Linked DNA regions of Hordeum vulgare: region 2 is linked to region 1. The links are chromatin contacts, called in public Hi-C maps. All regions are on one chromosome and are shown on one strand. Each heading gives the region's core, a stretch centred on a gene start, on an enhancer-like site or on the middle of the called end of the contact. The rest is flanking DNA. Distances are from core to core; before and after follow the strand shown.

The links. A called contact is a pair of places that touch in the nucleus more often than the background predicts.
Region 2: a Hi-C map of leaf shows a contact between it and region 1, with 4 times the contacts expected there. The contact joins two enhancer-like sites. A contact is called at or near these places in 4 of 6 Hi-C or Micro-C datasets (leaf and seedling).

What each region holds. Positions count from the first base shown.
Region 1 is chr6H:496,434,142-496,438,395 of MorexV3_pseudomolecules_assembly, reverse strand. No RefSeq gene overlaps it. Among protein-coding and RNA genes, the nearest start is that of LOC123405675, 130 kb to the right of the region's middle. Within about 2 kb of position 2,240, at least 3 of the 3 cell types and tissues checked have open chromatin away from gene starts, as enhancers often do. A contact at or near this core is called in leaf, where this site is marked.
Region 2 is chr6H:496,514,936-496,519,189 of MorexV3_pseudomolecules_assembly, reverse strand. No RefSeq gene overlaps it. Among protein-coding and RNA genes, the nearest start is that of LOC123403643, 79 kb to the left of the region's middle. Within about 2 kb of position 1,964, at least 2 of the 3 cell types and tissues checked have open chromatin away from gene starts, as enhancers often do. A contact at or near this core is called in leaf, where this site is marked.

The DNA.
Region 1 (4,254 bases), core at 991-3,490:
GCCACTATTCTCTCCTTCTCGACCTCTCACGCACGGGCTCTTCGGATATCACTTTGCCGCGTCGGTTCGATCTACGCTGCCACTGGCTCGACCTGCCTCCCCAACCTTGGAATCTCACCGAGTGAGCCGGTTCAATCCCAGTGTGTGTCGACTCTGGTGAGCCCATGGAGTGGGCTTTGGCCTTCATGGCTGGTATGCTCAGATCCAATCTGGGACGGCGATAGTTGGGTTGGGATGGATGGCGGCCTGGCGGGAGAGTGGTGGCGTCGCCCTTGGTTGTGCACTGGCCAGGGCGTGGATGCGCTTGGTGATGTGGCGGTTTTGCCCTAGCGATCTTCTTCCGCCATGTTGTCTACTATCGGACGTCGACCTCTTTGATCTGGCCACTAATAAGTTCCGGTCTTAACCGTGAGAGATGTATATGGATTGACGTACGTCGCCCCTGAAATTTAGATTGGAAAGGCTCCGGCCACGCGTGTTCATATTATCAGCCAATAAGGCTTCAAGAGGGTGCGACACGAAGCTTTGCTTTGAGTCATGGGACATGTATAAGTCAAGATTCCCTGGACTTTGATAGAGGTGGAGAAAGTCATGGCGGCTGTGATTGAAGGTCTTGAAGTGTTGGCGGAAAGGTGTAGTGGATGCGATGAAGACTATGTACAAGATGTTTGATGACTTGCAACAGCGGCCTCGACAAGTGGGGTTGGCAACACTGGAGGTATACAATTTTGATGATGCTCTTGGAGTACCGGGTCTTTATTTTCGTGAATACGCAAAGCTCACGTATCATTCCATCTATAGAAGAAGTTAAGAGTGAATACACAGGTGGTACAACGCATGACACAAACGCACACGACGTGAACATGGCTACCGAAACATAGAGACATGGGATGCTCAGCCCAAATAGAAGAGAAACACGACTAATCTCGCCACCCTGGGACACAACCCAACCAAACAACATAATCGAAACTACCGCCGAGGACACCACGACCATACAAGACGACGCCTTCAAGAAGGGGAACGACGCCGGGGCGCCATCGCCATCTGATCCGTGGGATCTAGGGTTTCCCCTGATGCTCGAAGAGGGGCACACAAAGTGGCATGGCAGCGCCTCCAAGAAGGGAACGCCACCCGCGAGTGTCGCCGCTGCGAGCATCGAAAGGTCGAGCAAGGATTTCGCCCTGGCCGAGTCTGAGCAATCCCAAGCCGTCGGAGCAGTGGTTCATGAGGAGGAACTCGGGTCGGAGGCCGGAATCGCCATCGCAAGAAGGGGAGCAAATGTCTGCCCTCGAAGGAGGCATAAGACGTTGCCAAAAGAATGAGCGAGCGAACATGCTGAAGGGCAGACGAAACACGAAGGTGGACGGGGTTGGGCAGCCGGGCAGAAGGAGATAGGGGTGAGACGGTGACCGAAGACCCAAGCAAGCCAAGATCCGGAGAGGAGCGTAGATCCGGGCCGTCGGGACCGGAGCTGCAAGGACGTCGGCGAGCCAAAGGAGCTGGAAGGGGGGCGCAGCTCCAGAGGCGCACTAGAGTCGAAGCTGAGTCTTGAGTACGAGGGTGAAAACTCAAGGTCTGGTTTCCATTGGTTGTACTTGGTAATGACCTTGTTAAGGACATTGTTTCTATACGAATTCAGACTTTCTTCAGGATGAAAACTCAAGATCATCGATCGGGCAACGACAACGCTTGCGCATTATTTCTTATTTGAAGGCGTTGCTTTCGAAGAACCTTTTTTGTATGCTGAGTATTGTCTTCGGTGGTGATTAGAATGTTGTTGTTGCTAGGAACTGATCACTCTCGCAAGGTTTTTTATTTTTTTGTTATTTTTTTATTTTTGGGTGTATGTATCTTTGATGTCTTTAGACATCTTATATTAATATACAAAGACAATATGTACTCCTAATTGATATCTTCACGATATTACGTACATTCCATTTGTGGAAAACAATCCATCACAGCCCAAGCAAGTTTAACACCCGGCCCCGCCATACCATGCTCGCGCCGAGGCGTCCGCGGCTCGCGAGAGAGACCGCCCCGCCGCCGAGCGGGCGTTGATCCACTCAACTCAAACTTCCTCCAAGCCCTTGACCTTTTTGCGAGAAAACGCGGCAATCCCCGTCACCGTCAGTGCCAGCTCCCAAGTCAGCAGGGGACGACGACCCCGGACCCCGATGCCGATGCCGATGCGTCGACCCCTCTCCCCTCTCCCGTGCCAGCCCACCTGTCCACGGATCCCGATGCGGCCTGCCTGAGCCTGACACCCCGGCCCGGACCGCGGCGGAGCCTCACACGCCCAGAGAACACAAAGGAAAAGCACCACGACGACCCAGTCGTCCCGCCCCCGCCGGTATAAATAAAGCTCAACGCCCCCACAAGCTTCTCAACTCCATCAGCAAGCGGCCTCACCCTCATCAGCCATCCCCCAGCACCACACCCTTGGCGCCATTCGAGCAGGCGCTGCGATCGCGCTGCCCTGCTCTGCGTGGCCCGTGAGATGTGCGGCATGCCGATCGCGGGCTGCTTCGGCGGGAAAGGGAAGGGCGGCGCCGGCGCCGCCAGGGCCGCGCGCCCGCGCTACGTGCCCAAGAGGGGCAAGGTGTTCCGGGCCGTGCTGGGCGCGCTCGTCAGCTGCTACCGCCCCGCCAGGACCGGGCCTCTGCCGCGCTGAGCCTCGGCTCGGCTCCCCCGCCGCCGCCGGCGTCCTTGATCGGCAGCGCGCGGGAGCTGGCGTCGGCCGGTGACCGGGCCTTCACAAAGCTTAGTCCGCCGGAGTCGAGCAACCAATGTAGCAGCAGTAGCAGCAGCAGCAGCTCAACTTTGCCAAGGCCCTGTTTTTAGCGCGAGCTCCACATTTCCACAGGGCCTTGAAATCAGGATGTTGGATCTAGCAAACACAATAAGTGCGTGCAGTCTCATCATTTTTTTTGCCTCAAATGTCTGGTTTGAATGGGCACATTACTTTGTTAAGAGGAACCACTGCTTTGAATTAGAATTATTGTTATCTTCCCCTGCTGAGAACCTTGTGCCCTTGTCAAAACTCCTGAAAGCCATCGTGCATCACGAACTCTGAACTGAAGTCAGCTTCATCAGGTGTTTGAACACTTCATGAGAGAGAAAAAAGACACGAGAGATTTGAGAACACCAGTAGTAGGAGTACCATCTTTGAATGGCAACTGTACGGAGCAGTGAAGCAGTCAGCGGAGGGAATAGTTTAGGTCAACGGGGCAGGGTGCTTGTCTCTCTCGACGAAGACAGGACTGATGCACATGACGAAGAACAAACGACGGGCAGAGTCGTAGGTCAGGGTCAGCGTTTTGACCTGAATCTTGGCGCCGGCTTGATCAGCTGCGTGCCTGCGTTGCTAGCCGGACCCGTGATCATCCTGGCCCGCACTACAGTGGCCGGATCAGATGCAAATTCAGCAGTTGACAAATCTTTGTCGCGTATTTTCAAAAAATAAGTAAATAAATTGTCGAGAATCCGAGCCCAAAACCTTTGCTTCAGAGTCTGAACATTGGACCAGCCTGCATGTTTGATACTAAGGTCCTGTTTGGTTTCAAATAAGTCATCAACTTATAAGTTGAAAAGTGCAAAAAGTGATTTATTTTGCTAAATAGACCTAACTTATAAGTCACCCCAACTTATAAGTCATAAGTTGCTCCACCCCAACTTAAAACTTATAAGTCACCCACTTTTGCATGAAAAGGTGACTTATAAGTCAGATGACAACCAAACAGGCATGACTTATAAGTCACTGGTTTTAAGGCCCTGTTTGGTTTTAATAAGTCACGTGACTTATAAGTCAAGTGACTTATAAGTAAGGTTCGTCTTTTTTTTAAACTAATACACCTTATATTTAAGAACGAAAGGAGTATTTCCTAGTCAAATCCATCTAGTTGAGTTTTATTTAAAAAATTAAATATTTCATATTTTTATAACAAAATTACACTTCCTCCGTTTTATGATTTTTGTCATGGTTTTAGTTTGAATTTGAAATTTGAACTTTGACAAAGCATATCCGATATTTAGCTTGTTTTGAAGATCAAATCAAAAGAAAAACACAAGTTCAAACGGGATATTTTTCTGAAATTTATTTTAACATTTATAGTTGTTACAAGTTTAAGATTGAAAGTAAATGCATGTGTACTAATGAGTAGGAGAGAGAACTCATTCTGTGTGCACGTGATGTGAGAGGAAAATGAGGAGAAAGAAGGATATAAAGTTGATTGATGGATTGTCAGAATATAAGAT
Region 2 (4,254 bases), core at 715-3,214, 81 kb before region 1:
TCAACATTGTTTCAAATACTTGTTTAACATTTTCCACATACATGTTCAACATTGTTTTATACATGATCAATAATTTTAAAAATAACTTTTCAACATTTTTAAATACTTGTTCATCATTTTTCTAATACTTGGTCAACATTTTTTTATACATGAACAATATTTTTGCAATTACTTGCTTAACTTTTTTCAAATACTTGTCCAATAATTTTTTGTATGCACATTCAACATTTTTTAAATGCATGATTTGAATTTTTGTAAATATTATACAAAATATTATTTTCTACTCCCTTCATCCTAAAATATGTGACTCGAAAGTGACTCAACTTTATACTAAAATTAGTATAAAATCGAGTCATTTTTGAATCACTTATATTGGAACGGAGGCATTAATATATATGTTTTGATTATTTGAAAGTGTAAACAAAAAATAAAAATAGAAATAGAAACAAGAAAAAGAACAAACAAGAAAAGGAGGCAATGTAGTACCTGCGAACCTAGGCCAGCCCATATCCTCGCGCCCTTAAGCGAGTCGGAAGCCTCGACTCGGTGAACGCAAGACATAACACTGCCCCTTTTTCGGGGAGCTCCTACCTGCTGCTTCGTTGCCGCAGGAAGTTCCTTGCACGCACATGGTGGTCGCCCCGACTAGGCCGACCCATTTTTTGATCTCACAAAAGTCTGATAACTAAATTTTTTCCTTTTTTTGGTTTTTTTTCCTTTTCTTGTTATTTCCTTTCTTTTTTCTTTTTCGGCACTTTTTTCTTTTCTTTTCGAATTTGAAGCAAAACCATTTTTCGAAATTATATTTTTTTGAAATGCCACAGCACTTTTTTTAATTTGTGAACAAAGTTTTGAAATTTGAACATTTTTAAGAAGCAAGAAATATTTTCGAAATTTAAGAACATGAACTTAGTTATAAAATTGAACAAATTTTTGATATTTCGAACATTATTTTAAAATACCGAACATTTTTCTTAAAATACCTAACATCTTTTGAAACTCCCAATTTTTTCTGAAAGTTATGAAAGTTTTCGAAAAAAGACAAATATTTAAAATTTAGAATACTTCTTTAAAAATAAAAAGCATTTCTCGAAATTGAAAAACAATATTTGAAAATCCAAGACATTTTTTGCAAATTCAGAACATTTTATTCAAAACCAAAACCTTTTTCGAACTTGTAGAACAATTTGTGAAAATTCTGAATTTTTTTTAAAAGTCTAGAACATTTTTTAGTAATCTAGAACGTTATCTAAAAAAGCAAAAAAATATTTCTCGAATTTGAAGAACGATTTCTGAAAATCCCTCACATTTTTTGAAAATCCATAACGTTTTCTTTAAATCCGGAAAAAAACTAAAAAGCAATAACATTTTTTAGAATTTGATTTTAAAATCCCAAATAATTTCTGAATATATAGAACATATTTTTTAAACCCAGAAAGTTTTTTGAAATTTCAGATTTTGAAAAGAATTCCAGAACTTTTTTCTAAAAAGCATAAGAAATAGAAATTTTAGAATCTTTCTGAAAATACCAACATATTTTGAAAATCCCGCATTTTTGTGATAATTGAGAACATTTTTGGATAATCCTGAACATTTCTTGATAATTATGATAACTTTTTGAAATCCAGAACATATTTTGAAAATGCAGAACATGTTTTCAAAATACAAAATAATTTTTAGAAAGCAAAAATATTTTTGGAAATTTTTTCGAAAATCCAGAATAACATTTAAAATGAAAAGAAAAAAAGAAGAAAGAAAAATTCAAAAGAAAACCCGATTCTGGGAACCTTAAAGTTTTCCAAAACCGAAAAATTGGTTGGGAACCTCAAGCAATTCCCAAAACCGGGGTCAGTTAAGGCTCTAATAGGCCAGGCCAATCTGAAACGACCACTCCCTCTCCTGTGCGTTTGATCGACATTTTAACGCAGAGAGCGTCTAATAGAATTGTCCCTCTTTTTGGGAGCTCCTATACGCCGCCGCAGACGCCCGTTCGCGTGCCTGGTGTCTGCAGCGCCCAGCGCAGGCCCTGCCCATGAAACAGCACTTGGCGCCCTGCTGCTGACCATGAATTTTTTTCAAAGATTTAAAGAAAGGTTCCTTAATTTTACAAAAAAGTTTATCAAATTTAAAAAATGTTCATACATTTTGAAAAGAAAAATTTAAAACGTTTATCATATTTAAAAAAAGGTTCATCAATTTTGCTAAAAGTAAAGTGATTTTTCAAAAACATTTATCAAATTTGAAAATAGTTCATCAATTTTCAAAAAACAAATCATCAAATTTGAAAAAAAATCATAGAATTTGAAAATTTTCATTAAATTTGAAAAAAACATCAATTTTGAAAAATAGGACCTTGGTTTTGAAAAAAATCATCAATTTTCATAAAAGTTCACGAATTTTCTAAAAAAAGTTCGTCAATTGTGAAGAAAATTCAACGAACTTGAAAAAAAGTTCATAGATTTTGAAATAAAGTCTATCAAACTGATAAAAGTTCTTCCGATTTGAAAAACATATCATCTAATTTTAAAAATTACGTTAGTTAACAAAGAAAGATTCATGAATTTGAATAAAATCCACGCATTAAAGAAAACAAAAAAGAAGAAACTAAAAAGGATAAGAAAAAAGAACAAACCGAACGGTGGAATCTTTACCTAATAATAATAAAGAGGCTATCGCTTCCGTCGAAAAACCCACCGAGGTGATTTTACAAAAAAACCCTTACTATTTATGACATTAAACTCGTAGTATATATTAAATATTTTCTAAATACTCATATCTTTTAAACCGTAACTCCAAATTTAACATATTATACATGGAATTTGATTAGAAAAATATGTAGAATTTAAATATAATATTATTTTATCTGTTAAACGTTTAATAAAAATACTATCTAGGGTGCAATCTTAATAAATAAGTCATTATTCGTCTTTCTTTCATACCGGTACTCATCCGGGTTGGGGATGAACACGTCAATAAAATTAGGATTAGAGATGAAACTGAAGGTCACTTGACTGATTCTTTGTACGTATTAAATCTACATGCAAGCCGTGTTAAAATAGAAGACCTGTGAAATTTTAAAATGCATTTTTGTAGGATAAGACCATCTTTATTTATATCATAACTATAAATTCTCAAATTATAGACATTTTTTATAAATTAAGAGCGTGTGCCTTTGTGGTATTTCTTTCTCCCGTTGCAACGCATAGGCCCTTTTGCTAGTGAATTATAAAAAGAACAAAGCGAAATATCTTTGCACTAGCAGGGTCAAAGCGAAATTATTCAAAGCCTGATGGTTCGATCGTAGGCCTAGCAACAAAGTTGTCGCGTGTTCCAACCTGTCCCCGTACATTATCTTACGTTTCTGAAAACATAGGAAAATATAGAAATCGGCCGGCCCAACATGGGACGCTGCAGGCGGCAGTTTGCAAAATGCACACAAATGGGCTCTTGCAGCGCTAAATAGAGAACACCCCCTTTTTTGTTGTTGGGAGCGACTTAACTAACAAACCTCAGGTGGGAAGCATATAAATTGTGAACGATTTGCATGGTCGTATATGTTTGCGAAGAATTGCAAGTTTACTTGGAAACCATGTCAAATCAGGCTTTATTCAGTATTTTTAGCAAGATCTTATGTTTTCGCAATATGAATTTGTCAAGCTCGATATAATATAAAATACTATAAATAAATTCTTTCTGCCATCTCCTCTCAGCGATTATCAACAGAACGGCAGTACCCCTTTTCCTGCTTTTTCACAACACTTTTTTTAAAACTCAGTAGGTTCTGTTTAAATCTTATAAAATTTTCAAATATTCAGAAAACTACAAAATCAATAAGACAATTGTGAGTTTGACAAAAATGTTCACATTTTTTGAAAATAAATCACGAATTCAGAAAAATCTTGTGCTTTTAGATTAAAGTTCGTGAATTCAGAAAAATTTGTATGAATTCCAAAATTGTTCATCAATTCACTAAATGTTCATCAATTTGAACAAAATCACGACTTAAGAAAATATACAGTAATTCTAAAATAGTTATAAATTAAGAAAGTGTTCACAGATATTTCAAGAAATTTTCACGAATTTAAAAATATCTTATATTTCAAAATTGTTCATGAACTGAAACAATTAGTGAACTAAAAAATGTTAGCGAATCCAAAAAATGATCATAAATTAAAGAAAAGCGGACAAATTTACTAAAATGCTCATGAATTGAAACAAAATTAAAAATTGAAAAAGGTTTTGAAAAGTTGAGTT